Regions from separate parts of the Mus musculus genome. Here regions 2 and 3 are each linked to region 1. Evidence: chromatin contacts called from public Hi-C and HiChIP or PLAC-seq data. All regions are on one chromosome and are shown on one strand. Each heading gives the region's core, a stretch centred on a gene start, on an enhancer-like site or on the middle of the called end of the contact. The rest is flanking DNA. Distances are from core to core; before and after follow the strand shown.

Evidence for each region. HiChIP or PLAC-seq counts read pairs in DNA pulled down with a chosen protein or histone mark. A called contact is a pair of places that touch in the nucleus more often than the background predicts.
Region 2: a contact with region 1 is called in a Hi-C map of the N1E-115 cell line, with 5 times the contacts expected there. The contact joins two enhancer-like sites. A contact is called at or near these places in 1 of 15 datasets of contacts at CTCF or cohesin (the NIH/3T3 cell line), 17 of 484 Hi-C or Micro-C datasets (the AML12 cell line, the F1.1 cell line, the N1E-115 cell line and 14 more) and 5 of 115 datasets of contacts at active chromatin or transcription factors (T-cell acute lymphoblastic leukemia, cardiomyocytes, craniofacial prominence and 2 more).
Region 3: a contact with region 1 is called in a CTCF HiChIP or PLAC-seq map of the NIH/3T3 cell line, with 9 read pairs. The contact joins the promoter of Apol6 here to the enhancer-like site in region 1. A contact is called at or near these places in 15 of 39 promoter capture datasets (the 3T3-L1 cell line, 3T3-L1-derived adipocytes, cranial neural crest and 8 more), 1 of 15 datasets of contacts at CTCF or cohesin (the NIH/3T3 cell line), 12 of 484 Hi-C or Micro-C datasets (the HL-1 cell line, the N1E-115 cell line, Sertoli cells and 7 more), 8 of 115 datasets of contacts at active chromatin or transcription factors (the NIH/3T3 cell line, embryonic stem cells, epiblast stem cells and 2 more) and 5 of 9 other capture datasets (adipose tissue, embryonic stem cells, embryonic tail and 2 more).

What each region holds. Positions count from the first base shown.
Region 1 is chr15:77,217,637-77,222,461 of GRCm38.p6, reverse strand. The region is part of intron 2 of Rbfox2 (RNA binding protein, fox-1 homolog (C. elegans) 2); the gene reads left to right. Among named protein-coding and RNA genes, the nearest start is that of Rbfox2, 87 kb to the left of the region's middle. Within about 2 kb of position 2,166, at least 81 of the 459 cell types and tissues checked have an H3K27ac peak or open chromatin away from gene starts, as enhancers often do. A contact at or near this core is called in the HL-1 cell line, the N1E-115 cell line, the NIH/3T3 cell line and 6 more, where this site is marked.
Region 2 is chr15:76,996,118-77,000,942 of GRCm38.p6, reverse strand. Gm35933 (a long non-coding RNA gene) reads right to left here. Exons shown (of 3, transcript XR_384211.4): 3 at 3,953-4,413. Among named protein-coding and RNA genes, the nearest start is that of Gm35933, 11 kb to the right of the region's middle. Within about 2 kb of position 1,847, at least 32 of the 459 cell types and tissues checked have an H3K27ac peak or open chromatin away from gene starts, as enhancers often do. A contact at or near this core is called in the N1E-115 cell line, where this site is marked.
Region 3 is chr15:77,042,126-77,046,950 of GRCm38.p6, reverse strand. Apol6 (apolipoprotein L 6) reads right to left here and starts at 1,876. Exons shown (of 4, transcript NM_001163621.1): 1 at 1,780-1,876; 2 at 1,193-1,286. It also overlaps a transcript of Mb not described here.

The DNA of each region.
Region 1 (4,825 bases), core at 917-3,416:
CTCTAGAAGGGAGGGGAATGGAAGCCATGTAAGTGTCCGAAGTAATTTTATAGCTCACAGCATAACATGAGTTACAGGGACAGAATTTGTACAGGTAGGTAAGTGATGAGCAGTTCTGGTGGAAATACGGGGGAGCTAGGGCCTGCCTCTTGGTTTCTTTCACTTGGGAGGCCCTGAAGCTGAACAGTTGAACAGTTTGAAAACCACTGGAGAATGATTGTAGGGCGTGGTGTCAGATCGAAATTCCAGTTTGGGCCTGGTATTTTACCTCTCTGAGGTTTTGTTCCTTATTGTACAAAGGAATGCTGAAAAATATTAACTGCAAGCGCACTAGGAACTTCCACAGTGCCTCTGGAGACAGGACGGGTCAGGCATGCTCAGTATGCTGAGGTGCTGGGCAAGCGACTGCAGAGGTAGAGGCCTCACATGGATAGTGAACTTCCTATGAAAATGAAGGCCCCCAAAACAACATCTCAGTGGCTGTTTATGTCAAGTATTAGGCTAGGTAAGTGGGCTCTGTGGGCCATCCACTCTGTTAATTCTGAGGGAAGGAGACAGAAACAGAAAATTCAGCTCTGATAACATTTCATTGGTGGGCCGAGAAATTAAAATTTTTAATAAAAGTTTCACCTGCTTTATACACACACACATGTATGTATGTATGTATGTATGTATGTATGTATGTATGTATGTATGTATGTGAGTATGCTATCACTGTCTTCAGACACACTAGAAAAGAGCATTGGGTCCCATTACAGATGGTTGTGAGCCACCATGTGGGTGATGGGAATTATCTCAGGACCTCTAGAAGAGCAGTCAGTGCTCTTAACCACTGAGCCATCTCCTCAGCCCCATTTCACAGCTTTTGATTTTTGTTTTCATATCTTAAAAAGAATACAAGACTGGGGTAGGGGAGCTGGCTCAGCTGACAAAATACTTGGTGCACAAGCCCAGGGACCCTAGTTTGATCTCCCACAGACATGGAAAAGCTGGACAGGGTAGACTTTCTTCGGTCTCACCGCCAGGGAGCAGAGACAGGGAGATCTCTGGGCTTTGCTGGACAGCCCGCCTAACTTAATTGGCAAACCCTAGGTCCCAGTGAGACACTGTCTTAAAAAGCAAGGTAGCCCTTGGGTCTCTATACATATAGATATTCATATGTACACAAGAACACCTGGGAAAGGGGAAGGGAGGGAAGAGGAAGGAGAGAGAGACAAAGACAGAGCGATGACAAGCTGATATGGCCCATAGACCATAGCTAACTGACCCCTAATTTAGATATTTCTTTTTAAAAACCCATGCAGCTTAGCTTTTGGGCCTGTGAGAAATAATTAAACAGATTGCTATCAGTGAAAGATCATTGTTAAGAAAAGCTTAGTCATGATGTTAGAAAAAGTCAGCCCCACCACTGTGAGATAGCTACACGTTTGCTAGTTCTTCTTATCCCCATTTATAGAGGCGGTTAAGATGTGGTTGTCTTATCAAAGACATCAGGCTGCATGAAAGAAGTGTTCTGCTTAGGTCTTGAATTCCAGCACTCGGGAAAGCAGAGGCAGGTGTGTGTGTGTGTGTGTGTGTGTGTGTGTGTGAGTTCTCCGAGTTCTAGCCAGACAGAGCCATATAGTGAGACCCTCTCTAACAAAAGGGGGATGTTCTAAATAACAAAAAGACCTTGAATCTTGGGTTTGTTGCTGATTCTCATGGCTCATATTTGTCATTTGACATTGGGGCCCATTAGTTTTCTCAAATGAAGAACTGGAGAAGGTAGACATGAAGACAATTTGTAGCTCTTGCTTTTAGCTAGAATAGTGCTGGTACAGTTCTCTCCAATAGAGGTGCTCAAGATAACTAGCAACATTTCACATTATACTGGGCCCTTTAGGAGAACAGTTTTTCTCCTGTGTCACGTTTGAAGTTTGCCTTAGCACTCACAAAGCCATCCCACCACATGCTGGTCAGTTAATGTATGTGGAGACAAGATAAGGCTGGGCCATACATATGGAAAGGGCCTAAGAAAGCTGCCAGGAGAACTCTGCTGCTCACTGTGGGCTGAAGAAAATTTCTTAACTGGAAACCCTTTTGCAATCTGAGTCATCTACTGTGGACTCTTAAATCTCCTGGGTAGGAGGAGGAAAGGGAGGAGCAAAGGTGAGATGGCTCTGTGAGTTCTGTCAGCAGAGGGCACCCAGAGCAAAGCATGTAGCCAGTGGCCTGTAGTGAACTTATTACTGGGGCACAGAGCTGCTTGCCCTGGACAAGTTGCATTTTCTTTGATCTGCCTTAACATTCTCAGATGTTTTTTACCCACATTAGAATTTGGCTTTGTTTCTTGCCCACTTTAGTAGAAACCCAGTTCTTAGAGTGTCCTGAGGTGTTTTATCCTACACTGTAGATCTGTTATTTAGATCTGTTATAGACATTATTTCATATCCAGTAAGGAAGTAGCCCTGAAATAACAGTGATCTAAAAAGGCCCTTATAGTCTGTGTGTCAAATGGTCTTTGGTGGGTGGCTTTTGGGCCAGCAGTTTCAGCACCACCTGGGAGCTTATGGTCTTCCTGCCTCCCAGGCTTACTGAACCAGAAATTAAGAGGATGTGGTCCAGCAACCCATTCCAGCATGCTCTCCAGGGCATTCTGGTTCACACTCACCGAGGGACAGCCATTGTTGGAGAAGGGATAGCAGAACACAGGCTGATCTTTATTGGAGGGCACTGCCAAGTACTCAGCCAGGAGTTTCCCCTTCACTTTCCAGTCACAGATTCCAAGCCTAGAAACATGTACTCATTTGTCAGTTGTGTATGGTAGGTGGTGGGAGAACTCTGAGCCCTGTCCTTGTGATTCACAGCCATGTGCTAGTTGCTGAGTCATTGAATTAATAGTTTAAAGTCTTTAAAAGCAGTACACATCCATCAAAGAAAATATATAGTACATAATAGATCAAAAGATAAAATAAAACTTCCCCTAGCATGTTCAATGTTTCTATTCATTGTTCTGGTCTTGTTTGTATGCAGCTGCTCTGTGTATATGCACATTTAAAAAAAATTTTCCCTGAATGTCAGTTGTATTGAAATAGACTTCCAGCTCAAGTCTACTCTACCGGAAATTTCTTTTCATGTTATTAACTACAGATTTTATTTAATAGCTTCCTAGTATTCTGTGAGAGTATCAAGTTCCCCTGTAATTCTATGTCAATCTTAAGTTTTCATGATACACTTAGGAAGATTATTAGTGCTTCACTGGGCAATAGTAATTCAGGGTGACTTAGAAGTGTCATAATTAAGATGATAAATACAGATGGTGGTAGAGGAGGGAATGGAAAGTTGGAGAGGCAGTTCTTTTAGCATGTTTGAGGTCAAAAGTGACTTGGAAAATAGGAAAATAAATTGAAGAGCATACCAGTAGTACCCAGTATCCCCCTGGACCTGAGCAAACTGGGTTGGGTCATCTAGGATGTGGTTATGAGCAGCTTGGTCCAGTAAATTGCTTTTATCACCGGCTTTTCGACACGGAGGCCAACCTGCTGGTTAGGTGACATAAAAACTGGGTGCACAGTTTCTATAATTGATTTTATTATCGAGTACTTTCGGGTGATAGACACCATAGTAATTATTCACATAGACTTTGTTGTTTGTTTAACTTTTGTTATAGCTACATATATTAACTGTGTTAGGTGGCGTTTCCAATTTACAGAAGTGGGAGCTGAAAGGGAGTGTTAAAAAGACTCAATCTTGGCTCTTGGCCCTCAAGAGTTGAAGCACCCATATATTCATTTGCTCTTAGGTGGCGGGACAGTGCATATCTTGCCCTCTCTCAAGGCAGTGTCTGTCTCTGTGTGACTTCACTCCCTGCTGCACAAAGGAACAATTAGATGTGTGGGGCAGGACACTAAAGTGATGACAGAGCATGGGCTGACTGACTGTGAGACCAAATCAAGTTGATGTGAGTCCCACCGTTGTAGGAGTCGGAGGTGGAATTCTGACCCCGATCCTGCGAGGAACAGAGGCTGGGGCTAGAGAAGCGATAGACAGGAGCTGGCAGGCACTGGAAACTGGACGGCTGGCTGAAAAATTCATGTCTCCTCAACTTACCTTCCTGAAGAAAGATGTAATTTCTTAGCACATTAAAAACACCAGCTCTGAGATAGAACTTGTATGCTATACAGCTGAATCATCTAGCATATAGAAGTCTACTGACTTTGTTTACATTCATAGAGTTGCTCAGCCATCCCAGCATCAGATTTAATTTAGAACAATCTCATCACTTCATCTGAAGCTGCTTAGTCATCCCTTCCTAATTCCTGTATTCCACCCATGCCTCAAGTTGTGCTCAGCCACTAGGTCTACTTTTCCCAACAAGTTTTCCTTTGCGTGTTGATAGTATGTGGCCCTTTGAGTCTGGTTTCCTTGCATTGCAGATTCACATATCCTTCCATGCAGGGGGAGGGTCGACCAGCGCTCCTTTTCCTTGTGTTGTTGTTGCCCAGTCCTGTTCCTCTGCATGGCTGTGATGTAAAATCTGTGTTATTCTGGAAAGCATGGTTTTTATGCTAGGAAGAGAAGGGTAAATGAAGTGGGACAGTAAGCAAGCATTTGCTAATTCTTAGGTAATGGGAGCTGCTGAGTAAAGTAGACACACTAGGCCTGCTTGAGTGTCTATCCTGACAGCAGAAGAAGTAGGATGCTGGCAAGGGCCCCTCTGGGGATCATTTGTGGCAGGGCTGCAGTGTTTCTGACCTGACACGTGTGGCTTTCAGGGAATGCATTGTGTAAATCTTGTGTGTTGGCCAGCACATCATCCCTGCAGCACTTTGTGTGGAACTGGAGA
Region 2 (4,825 bases), core at 598-3,097, 220 kb after region 1:
TCTTGATCTGCAGGCAGCAGAAGGGACTGTGTGCCATACTGGGAATAGCTTGAGCAAATGAGACCTCAAAGTCTATCCCCACAGTGACACTTCTTCCAACAAGGCTACACCTCCAAATAGTAACACTCCCTGTGAACTAAGCATTCAAACGCATGAGTCTATAGGGGCCATTCCTATTCAAACCATCACATTGTCATTGTCAACTTGCAACTTCAGTTGCATCCCCACCCAGCACCACCTAGCCTTCTATCTGTCCATCCCTCTATCTGCCTTTTGATCCATACATCCTTCTCCCCCATAGACCCTCCACCCATGTCCACCCAGCTACACACTAATCTAATCCTCCGCCATTATTCCTATCTGCTCTCTCTTTCATCCATCTACATCTGTCTGTTGCCAGTCTACTCACAACCACCCACCTATTCATCCATCTGTCTGCCTTCCCACCCATCCATCTAACCATTGGTTAACCCATCTACAAACCCATCCACCCTTCACCCTTCTACCCTTCCCAGGCTTGCAGTTGCTCAGCAGATCTACTGACTAGGAATTGTAGGTCATGGGTGGTCACCCCACTTCTTGCTTTGGATGCAAGGACATAAGACATCCAGCAAAGAGGTGTAGCCCTGCAGAGCAAGAGCTGTGTCTATTACCTGCCTGCTATGTGCTCTGGTATGTCCCTCAGTTTTCCCATCTATTTAATGGGCCATGCATTACAAACTAAGTAGCACATGAATGTACTCAGCACAATTGGGCTCAGGGATTTGGGAGCTCTACTGTCTGGGTTAAATCCTGGTTCTATGACTTTGAAAGCCGTATGACCTTGCTCAGGAGACCTAAGCTCTCATAGCCACAGTTTCTCAGCCGGACACAGGGTTGCGTGGAGGGCCAAATACAGACATGATGCTAGTGCTGGAACACTCTTTCTACTCATCCTCAACCAAAACAATCTGTTAAAATAGGTGTTGCTAAAATTCCTTCCCCTGGGAAGACTTAAGCAACATCTACCCTTTCTCCTAAGGTCCCAACGACAAACCAAGGCACAATTCCACCAAGTTCATTCCAAGGAACCGAAGACTTAATTGGGCATCTTTCCTGAGCCTAGGTAAGGGAATTCCTTACCTGTATATAATACTCCTCCCACAAGCACTGCACCTGAAAAGCGTTACCTAGCAGGGATGAGGTTTTCCCACGTGGCTCCACTCGAGTCTTCCCCCACACGCATGTAACCCCAGGGATCATACTCTATTTCTTTTTACATACTCTAACCCTTCCCCAAGGCCCCACATAGAGTTGTCCGTCAGTAGGGAGGAGCAGTTGGAAGCTGTGAGTCCGAAGGTGGGGGTCGAGGGTCTAAACTATCAGCAAGCCTGCCCGGAATAATCTCAGGCAAGGAGACACAGCTGAACGGCCCAAGATGGCCGTCTCTCAGATCAAAGGACAGCCAGTCACATCAAGGGGAGGGGGGAATAAGTAAGGCTCAGAGAGGTAAAGAACTGGCCTGCGGCCAATCGGCCAGGAGAGACTGGACTGTATCCAAGTGTCCTGAGGCGGGCAGCAGCGATTGGTTCTCACAGGGGCCCGGACCTTACTTGTTCCCATGCCCCGCTCTGGCACACAGTGGTCTAGATTTTATTCCTGTCCTATCTGGTCACTGAGCTCCCTTGATATTTCAAACCCCAGGGGCTTCTGTGTGGCACTCCCAGTCTGAGGGCTCCTGAGCCTCCAGAGATCTTCAGGGATAGTTGTGCATCACCGCACGATCCCGATTCCTCATCCCAGCCCGCCACGGGGAGAAGCAACCAAGCTTCCCTGCACAGCGCCCCCACAGTCTCTGCTCCCTTAGGGCACAAGGGATGCCCGAGGGTGGCATGGGCGGGGAGTCGGGGAGGGCAGGAGCTACTCTTGGCTGTCTGGCAACCCTCCCTCCTGGCAGCCAGCTCCCGGCGGCTGCAGCCCCAGCTTACAGTGGCTTTGAGCACACTGGGAAAACAGAGGCACCTCATGTCCCCCGGTCACAAACTGCTTTTCCACTCTCAAAGGGGACAATTGTTCTGACCTCCTGGGACCGTGAAGGTGACAGGAGTATGTATGTAAAGTCCCCAGTGCCACTGACTCTGAAGACTTTCAGCTCCTTTCCCCCTACAATGGAAAAGAGCCTGCGGGAATCCCTAAGCCGGCCGGCCGGCAGCATCCATTAGGAGACTCCAGGGCACTGGCTCTCAACCTGTGGGTCACGACCCCTTTGGGGTGGGGTGGGGTAAGCATATCTGATATTCTGCATATCAGGTCTTCACATGATGATTCATAACAGTAACAGATTTAGTTATGAAGTAACAATGAAATAATTTTATGGCTGAGGGTCGGCACAACATGAGGAACTAACTATATGGAAGGGTCTCTTGGGGCTTGAGAGGCAGAGGCCAGGATCTTTTCCATACCATGCATTTGGATTCATTCCATCCCAATTCCAACACATACCTGCTGAGCCTACTGGTTCAGATCCAGTGCTGATATTGCAATAGTGAGCATATTGATTGATGTTGGTCATAGGTGCTGCAGTAGAGAGAGAAGCTCACCAAAATGCTAAGACTTCGTTTCCAAAGGAGCAGAGGAGTTCAGCCTTCTTGGGAAAGACTGACACCCAAGTAGCTCACTCCGGTTATTTTATTCAAACATTATACAAGGTTAATTGGGGCTGGGAAAGATTCCAGCTGCCAAAGTTATCTTGCCCTTGCTTCCAGTGTGAGCAGACAACTATTAAGGCCTAGGTAAATTATTAAGGCCCTAGATAGAATGTTAAGGCCTAGGTAAAATGTTAAGGCCCAGGTAACTGTTACATGGCTAGCCTACCATTATAAGGAAATGTTCTCATATTTTTCTGCTGTTACTAGGGAAGTTTCTAATGCCAAGTTGATTACATGTTCTGTTATGTTCTGTGTCCTTGAAAACCAATCAGGATGGAAGTCAGTGGAACTGCTTGTACCCACAATAGGCTTGACCCCAGTCAACCACCCAGCAGCAATTCCTGCACTTGTGTATACGTTTTTACGGTAGAAGCTGCCCCTGGGGTAGACCTTAACATAAGAGAGACACCTGCACCGATATAAGAGACTATGTGGAATAAGGCGTCCATTTTGAGTCACGGTCACGTAAAGTTTAAGTTCCCAAGACCTCCCTGGGAACAGACATCCTACTTGGCAGAAAGAGACATGTATGTGGATAACTGACATCCTGGTTAGCAAGGCATGAATGTTAGACAAGGCAAGCCCCCTGCCACAGTTGAATACCCCAACCAATGGGAGCAGGATAAATATACAACAAAGACTTGTTCCTAAGGAAATCCTTATCCCTAAATCCTGATTGGTGGGACAACTTGACACAGATGTTTGTAGATCTCACGCTTTAAAAAGCCCTGTAGGACCTTAACTTGGGGTCATGGTTCAATTCCCGAATCTGGACCATGAATCTGATCAACCAGCCCTGGGGCACATTCTCAATAAACTATCCCTGCCTGACTGAGATGGGTGTTAGTGTGGCTTGGGAGGCGATTACTGGGCCCCTATAACAATTCACACAAATCTCGGTCCCTTTTGAATAGGGCTAGCCATAATCAAAAGAAAGAACTCTGGGTTTGCCAGGAGTGACTTTGTACCAAGGTCAGTACAGCTGCATGTTCTCACATAGCTCCAAGGGCAGATTCTCTAGAAAGACAGCATTGCTTCAAGGTTCAAACAGTCTCAAAGCAACGTCTCAGCCTCTATTGATCGACCCAAACATAGCAAAGGCTTTGCTAAAAGAAAGCCAGACAGAAAGACTTTGCTCTGCGTTTCACTGTTATGTCCAAGTTGCAGGGACCCCCAAAGACCACCGAGGAGCCAGTTCAAATGCAAACACACAGGGTCTTTTATTACAAGGTCCCAAGCAAGGTGTTTCACTGTCCCTGTCACAGAGGGTCAGAGTGAGAGCCCCAAGTCTAGGCGGTGCAGGCTTTTTATTGTGGTTACAGAAAGCTTGGAGATTTTCCATACAGGTCAGCAAGTTAATATTTTTAAAAGCTGCATTTCCGACTTAATCTGCAGGAACTGAATACGTGGGCAGAACCACCTGACAAATAGGATGGTTAGGCTATCAGTTCTCTGCAGGATCTCTTAGGTTACCTGTATGTACTTGGTCCTGCCATTGTAGCCTGGCTGTTGCTAAAGGGGTGAGGGAAAGTTATAGGGTGTTTGCCTAGGTGGAGTTTGTGATTTTCTTCCTGGAATTGGAATTTAGCCCGTGGTCTCGCACAAAATGGCATTTCTTCGAAAAACAGAGTTGGTGGGGCACTGTGAGTGTACTCACAGCCTAGGAAGCCGAAGTCCAGGTGAGGTGGGCAGACTCCAGATGCAGGGCCAGCACAATGTCTCCAGTCTAAAAGTCAGAACCACAAGAATGCCCCAAAGTCTAAGAAAATCTTAACACCAACATGATAGCACCAGCAGCAGTGCCACACCTGACCTGGTGAGAAGAGTCAGAGAAGTTTGCAAATATGAACCTGGATGTAAACGGTCAGAGAAGCAAACAGGAACCTGGGAGTGTGTGATGCCCCACACCTGTAAGCCCACCTCCCCTCCAGCACTGGAGGCACGGAAGCAGAATTGTGAGTTCTGGAACTAGCGTGGGCTGCAGAAAAAAAGAGAGATCTTGTCTCAGGAAGTATAAAACATGTAGATTAAAAGTACTGCACAGAGCTGGGGGTGTGGCTCAGTTGGTAGGATGCGCATCCTGGCAAACACGAGGCTCGGCGCTCCAGCCCAGAGGCCACATGAAGCAACCAGGCGAG
Region 3 (4,825 bases), core at 627-3,126, 180 kb after region 1:
GAATTGAAATCATACCACGCCATGGCTTATACTAACCATGATATCTGCAAACTACAGCTTTTTAGTTAAGGTATAGCCCATCTGCAGCAAGCACCCCCCCCCCCCCAGGAAGCACTCAGCACAGTTTTGGAAATGGCTCTCCCCTCCCCCCCCCCCCCCCCCCCCCCGACCGTGTGAGTCCTGGAGAACAAAGCCAGATCACCAAGCTTGGTGGCACTCAAGCTTGGTGGCAGACACGTTCACCTGCTGAGCTGTCTTACCAGCTGAGGGAAGGAGGTTGGGGAACAGCTCAGCCAATGGCTTTGTAGCTCACATGCAAAACCCAAAGGGATGCTCAGGAGAGCCCAGAAAATCCCAAGAGCACAAGAACTCTGTGCCAGCCACCTTTTCCACTGTCAGAGACCAGATATCAGATCCAAGGTCCCCAGAGCCCTTGTTTGCAAGGATATTAGGGACATGATGGCCTTGTGTGCAGGCCATGGTGAGGATGATGGTTTTCAGGTCGTGAAGAGGAAGCAGAAGGACTTTCAGGAAGAATAGCATTGCTATCCTTGGAGTGAATGGGTGACAGCTTGGACCAGGTTCTTAGAACCCTTAGACTCTCCCAGTGCACATGGGGAATACATGAGCTAAGGGCAATGTTAAGCCTGGGGGGTGAACAACTGTTCTGTTGACCACCCCTGCACCGTTCCAAAGGCTGCAGAGTGCTCATATGTTGTGGGGCATGATGGAGGCTGGCTGCTGGTTGGTCTCAAGGCGCCATTATCCATCCTGCGGATGGGATGTATGCAAGGGACGAGTGAGTGTCCAGCCGGAGACCCGAGGGGGCAACTAAAGCTGCAAACCAGGTGAGAAAGACAGAGGACATGCAGCAACTGAGCCACCCAGAGTCACGGCTCAGGAGAAGAAAGCAGAGGTGACAAGTTTGCCTGAGGAGAATACTCAAGAATGCTCGACAGGCCTTTGTGCCCCCCACTGCACACACCAACCACCACTACCACCCCACCCCCACTGCGCACACTTTGTTGGGAGTGACCCAGGCTACTCACATTCTAGCAAGCCCTCTGACACAGAGGCCACCCCACCCCAGCCATCTGGGTGTTTTTCAGTGTCCAGCCCTGATTACTTCACCTTTGACCCATAATGGCCTTCCCCTGCCAAGAGCCGCCGCCGCTGGCAGACCAGGACGTACCTTGCTGCGGCGATGTCTGGAAGGATTACCGTGCTCTCTTCCAAGGTCCAAGCGGCTAGGGTGGTTGGCAGGGAAGAAGCCCTGTCTGTCCTCCCTGCAGAAGAGAGACAACCTCAGTACTGCAGACACAGTCCAGAGAGGCAGACCCAGGAGCCTTTTAATTCCACAGAATCTAGCTGGCCATTGGAAGCGTCTCTGTCTGGGGAACAGCCAGCTAGGGAATTCCTTGCTAAGGACCCATCATCTCTGGACTTTTCATAATTACACCCAGGCTACAAAACAAACCAAAGTCTTTTCAAAGAGAGAACTTGGGTAGATAAGAAGGTAGTGCCTCTCTCTCATTGGCACATCTGAGCCAGTGAGGTTCCCAGTGAGCTGTCATATGTTAGGAGCTGAACCCGAGACCCTGCCCAACTACCTAGTTCCTAGCTGCCTGAGCTTACAGCCTTGTTAGCCCCTGTCAGCTCTTTTTCCTCCAGCAGTGACTGGCTTCTTGTTCTCCTGGTCGATTAGGGTCCCAGAAGCAGCCCTCTCCTCCCCTCCCCGCTGTCTCTCAGAGATAGGATGACTCCAGGCTCAAACCTCACCTCTCCAAGAGTCCTCCAATCAGTCCAGCAGGCACTGTGACCAGTATCAGGGCAGAATGGGAACATTCACCAACTGGGCCAATGGCTGGAATGTGGTGGCTCTTGGAGGCGGGAACGGAATTATGAAACTGGTTTATCTTAACCTCGAATCATTCCATAAAGCTGCAGCCTGGCTTCTAAAAACCATTTCCCAGAATAGGGACCTTGCTGGGAAGTATACTGTTCGAATGTTTCACTTTCCTCTCTTCCTTTACACACACTGTGAGGTGTACGGACAGAGGACTGGCCATTGGCGTGGCTCAGGGTAAGAGCGCTTGCGTGTGCCAGACCCTGAATTCCATCCCCAGCCCTGCTAAAGAACCCTTCATTGCTCCTTCCCAGCTGTGAGTCAGACTCCACACTAAGCGGTTGCTGCTGAGCTAGGACCTGGAAGGCCACAGACATCTATGCTTGCATGACTGTGGATCAGAATAACCTGCCCTTGGCCTGATTCTCCATATGTAAGGTGCACACCGTTCTAGTGTTGATATCTTTAAGCCATTGTGAGATGCCTCAGAGTATGTGCTATGTTACCCAGCAGACATCCCAAATGCCATAAACTCACAGTGGCTGTACCCACTAGGTTCCCTCCTGTCCCAGGCTGTCTTTGTGTGTGTGTGTGTGTGTGTGTGTATGTGTGTGTTGGGGGTGAGGGGTTGTCTGCAAACCCACTACCAGCCTGCAGAGTAATGATTCACACGAGGCAAGAAAGAAATCCGGTTCAACACAACTTGTTAGCCTGTGCTGCTTCAAACTTCTGAAATCTGACCTGAGCAGTTTATTTTCGACATCACTAAACATAGTACAACCTTGGAAAAAAGTTTCCGAGTGACAATTACCACAATAAACCTTAAGACATGACCACATCAAAACTCCATGACAACAAACATGTCTTTGGCAAAGTACCTGTGACCTCTTCCACAAGAATGGGTTCTAACTGACTGAGATAGGATGCTCAGGGGTCTGGGAAGAGGCTGGGGATTCGGCTCTGCAGACAGCAAAGGTCTGTATCAAGCTATTAAATACTTCCAATCCAAAACAGAGATGGGTGTAACTCTTCCTGCTGTGAAAAGCCTGCATGTATGAGATTCCTGGTTTATCTAGGAGAAACTTCTCTGTTCTTCTCTGTGAGCACAAAGGGCCTCATGCCTTCTATACCACTGGATCAGATACAGATGTGTGACCTGGGTCACAACCCCACGAAGAAAGCAGCACCAGAATTAATAACTGGCCCCTGAAATCCTTCAATGCAAACTGTTTTAAAGACCAACACTTGGTAGAAGGCTCAGGTTGGTGACATGTTTGCTGTGCAGGTGTGAGTTTGATTCTCAGCAGCCACAGTAAAAAACCACTGTGCCTATATCATCCAAGCTGGGGAGGTGGGGCCAGGGGGATCCTGAGACTTGCCAACCAGTCAGGCTCTGTAGGAGACACTGTCTCAAACCTAAAGTGAAGGTGACTGAAGGGGTTATTCATGTCAAACTCTAGCCTCCACACTCGCACACACACAGCTGTGCACCAAGGCATACACACATACATGAATACTTAAACACGATTGGCCCATGCACTTGGTGGAAAAACTTGACCTGAAGCCCAAAGAGGAGGCATGCCATAGATGTCTTATTTGTGATTGAACACTCTATACTCAGCCACTGGTACCTTGGCTAGTTGTGAGTTCTGGGTTACCCACCATCCCCTGTGTCTTAGTCAGGGTTTCTATTCCTGCACAAACATCATGACCAAGAAGCAAGTTGGGAAGGAAAGGGTTTATTCAGCTTACACTTCCACATTGCTGTTCATCACCAAGGAAGTCAGGACTGGAACTCAAGCAGGTCAGGAAGCAGGAGCTGATGCAGAAGCCATGTTCCTTACTGGCTTGCTTCCCTGGCTTGCTCAGCCTGCTATCTTATAGAACCAGCCCAGAGATGGTCCCACCCACAAGGGGCCTTTCTCTCTTGATCACTAATTGAGAAAATGCCCCACAGCTGGATCTCATGGAGGCATTTCTTCAAATGAAGCTCCTTTCTCTGTGATAACTCCAGCTGTGTCAAGTTGACACAAAACTAGCCAGTACAATTGACCCCTTGTCAACTTGACATACAAATACATTACTAGTAAGCTTCAACCCTTAGTTCTTATTCATTCCCAAGATCTTAAATAACTTTAAAAGTCCCACAGTCTTTACATATTAAAAGTTCAATCCTTTTAAAATATCCAGGATCTTTTAAAATTCAAAGTACTTTAAAATTCAAAGTCTCTTAACTGTGGGCTTTACTAAAAAACTTCCTTCAAGAGGGAAAAATATCAGGGCACAGTCACAATCTAAAGCAAAAATCAATCTCCAACCATCCAATGTCTGGGATCCAACTCACAATCTTCTGGGCTTCTCCAAGGGCTTGGGTCACTTCTCCAGCCATGCCCTTTGTAGCACACACGTCCTCCTCTAGGCTCCAGATGCCTGTACTCCACTGCTGCTGCTCTTGGTGGTCATCTCATGGTACTGGCATCTTCAAAACACTGCATGACCCCTTCAGTCCTGGGCTGTCAATTGCAACTGAGGCTGCACCTTCACCAATGGCCTTCCATGGCCCTTCACAGTGCTGAGCCTCAGCTGCTCTGCGTGACCCCTTCATGCCTTCAAAACGAGTACCACCTGGGTAACTCTTACACATTATTAAGTCCATCCACAGCACAAGGTACAACCTTGGCTATCTCTGGAACACAGCCTCTGTGCTCTCAGGAAACACTTCCCAGACGATGTCATCTCAATGATGCTGGTCTCTTCTTTTTTGTTTGTTTAAGATTTATTTATTTATTTAATGAAAGTACACTGTAGCTGTCTTCAGACACTCCAGAAGAGGGCACCAGATCTTGTTATGGATGTTTGTGAGCCACCATGTGGTTGCTGGGATTTGAACTCAGGACCTTCGGAAGAGCAGTCAGTGCTCTTAACCGCTGAGCCATCTCTCCAGCCCCCTTAAGATTTATTTTTTATTATATCTAAGTA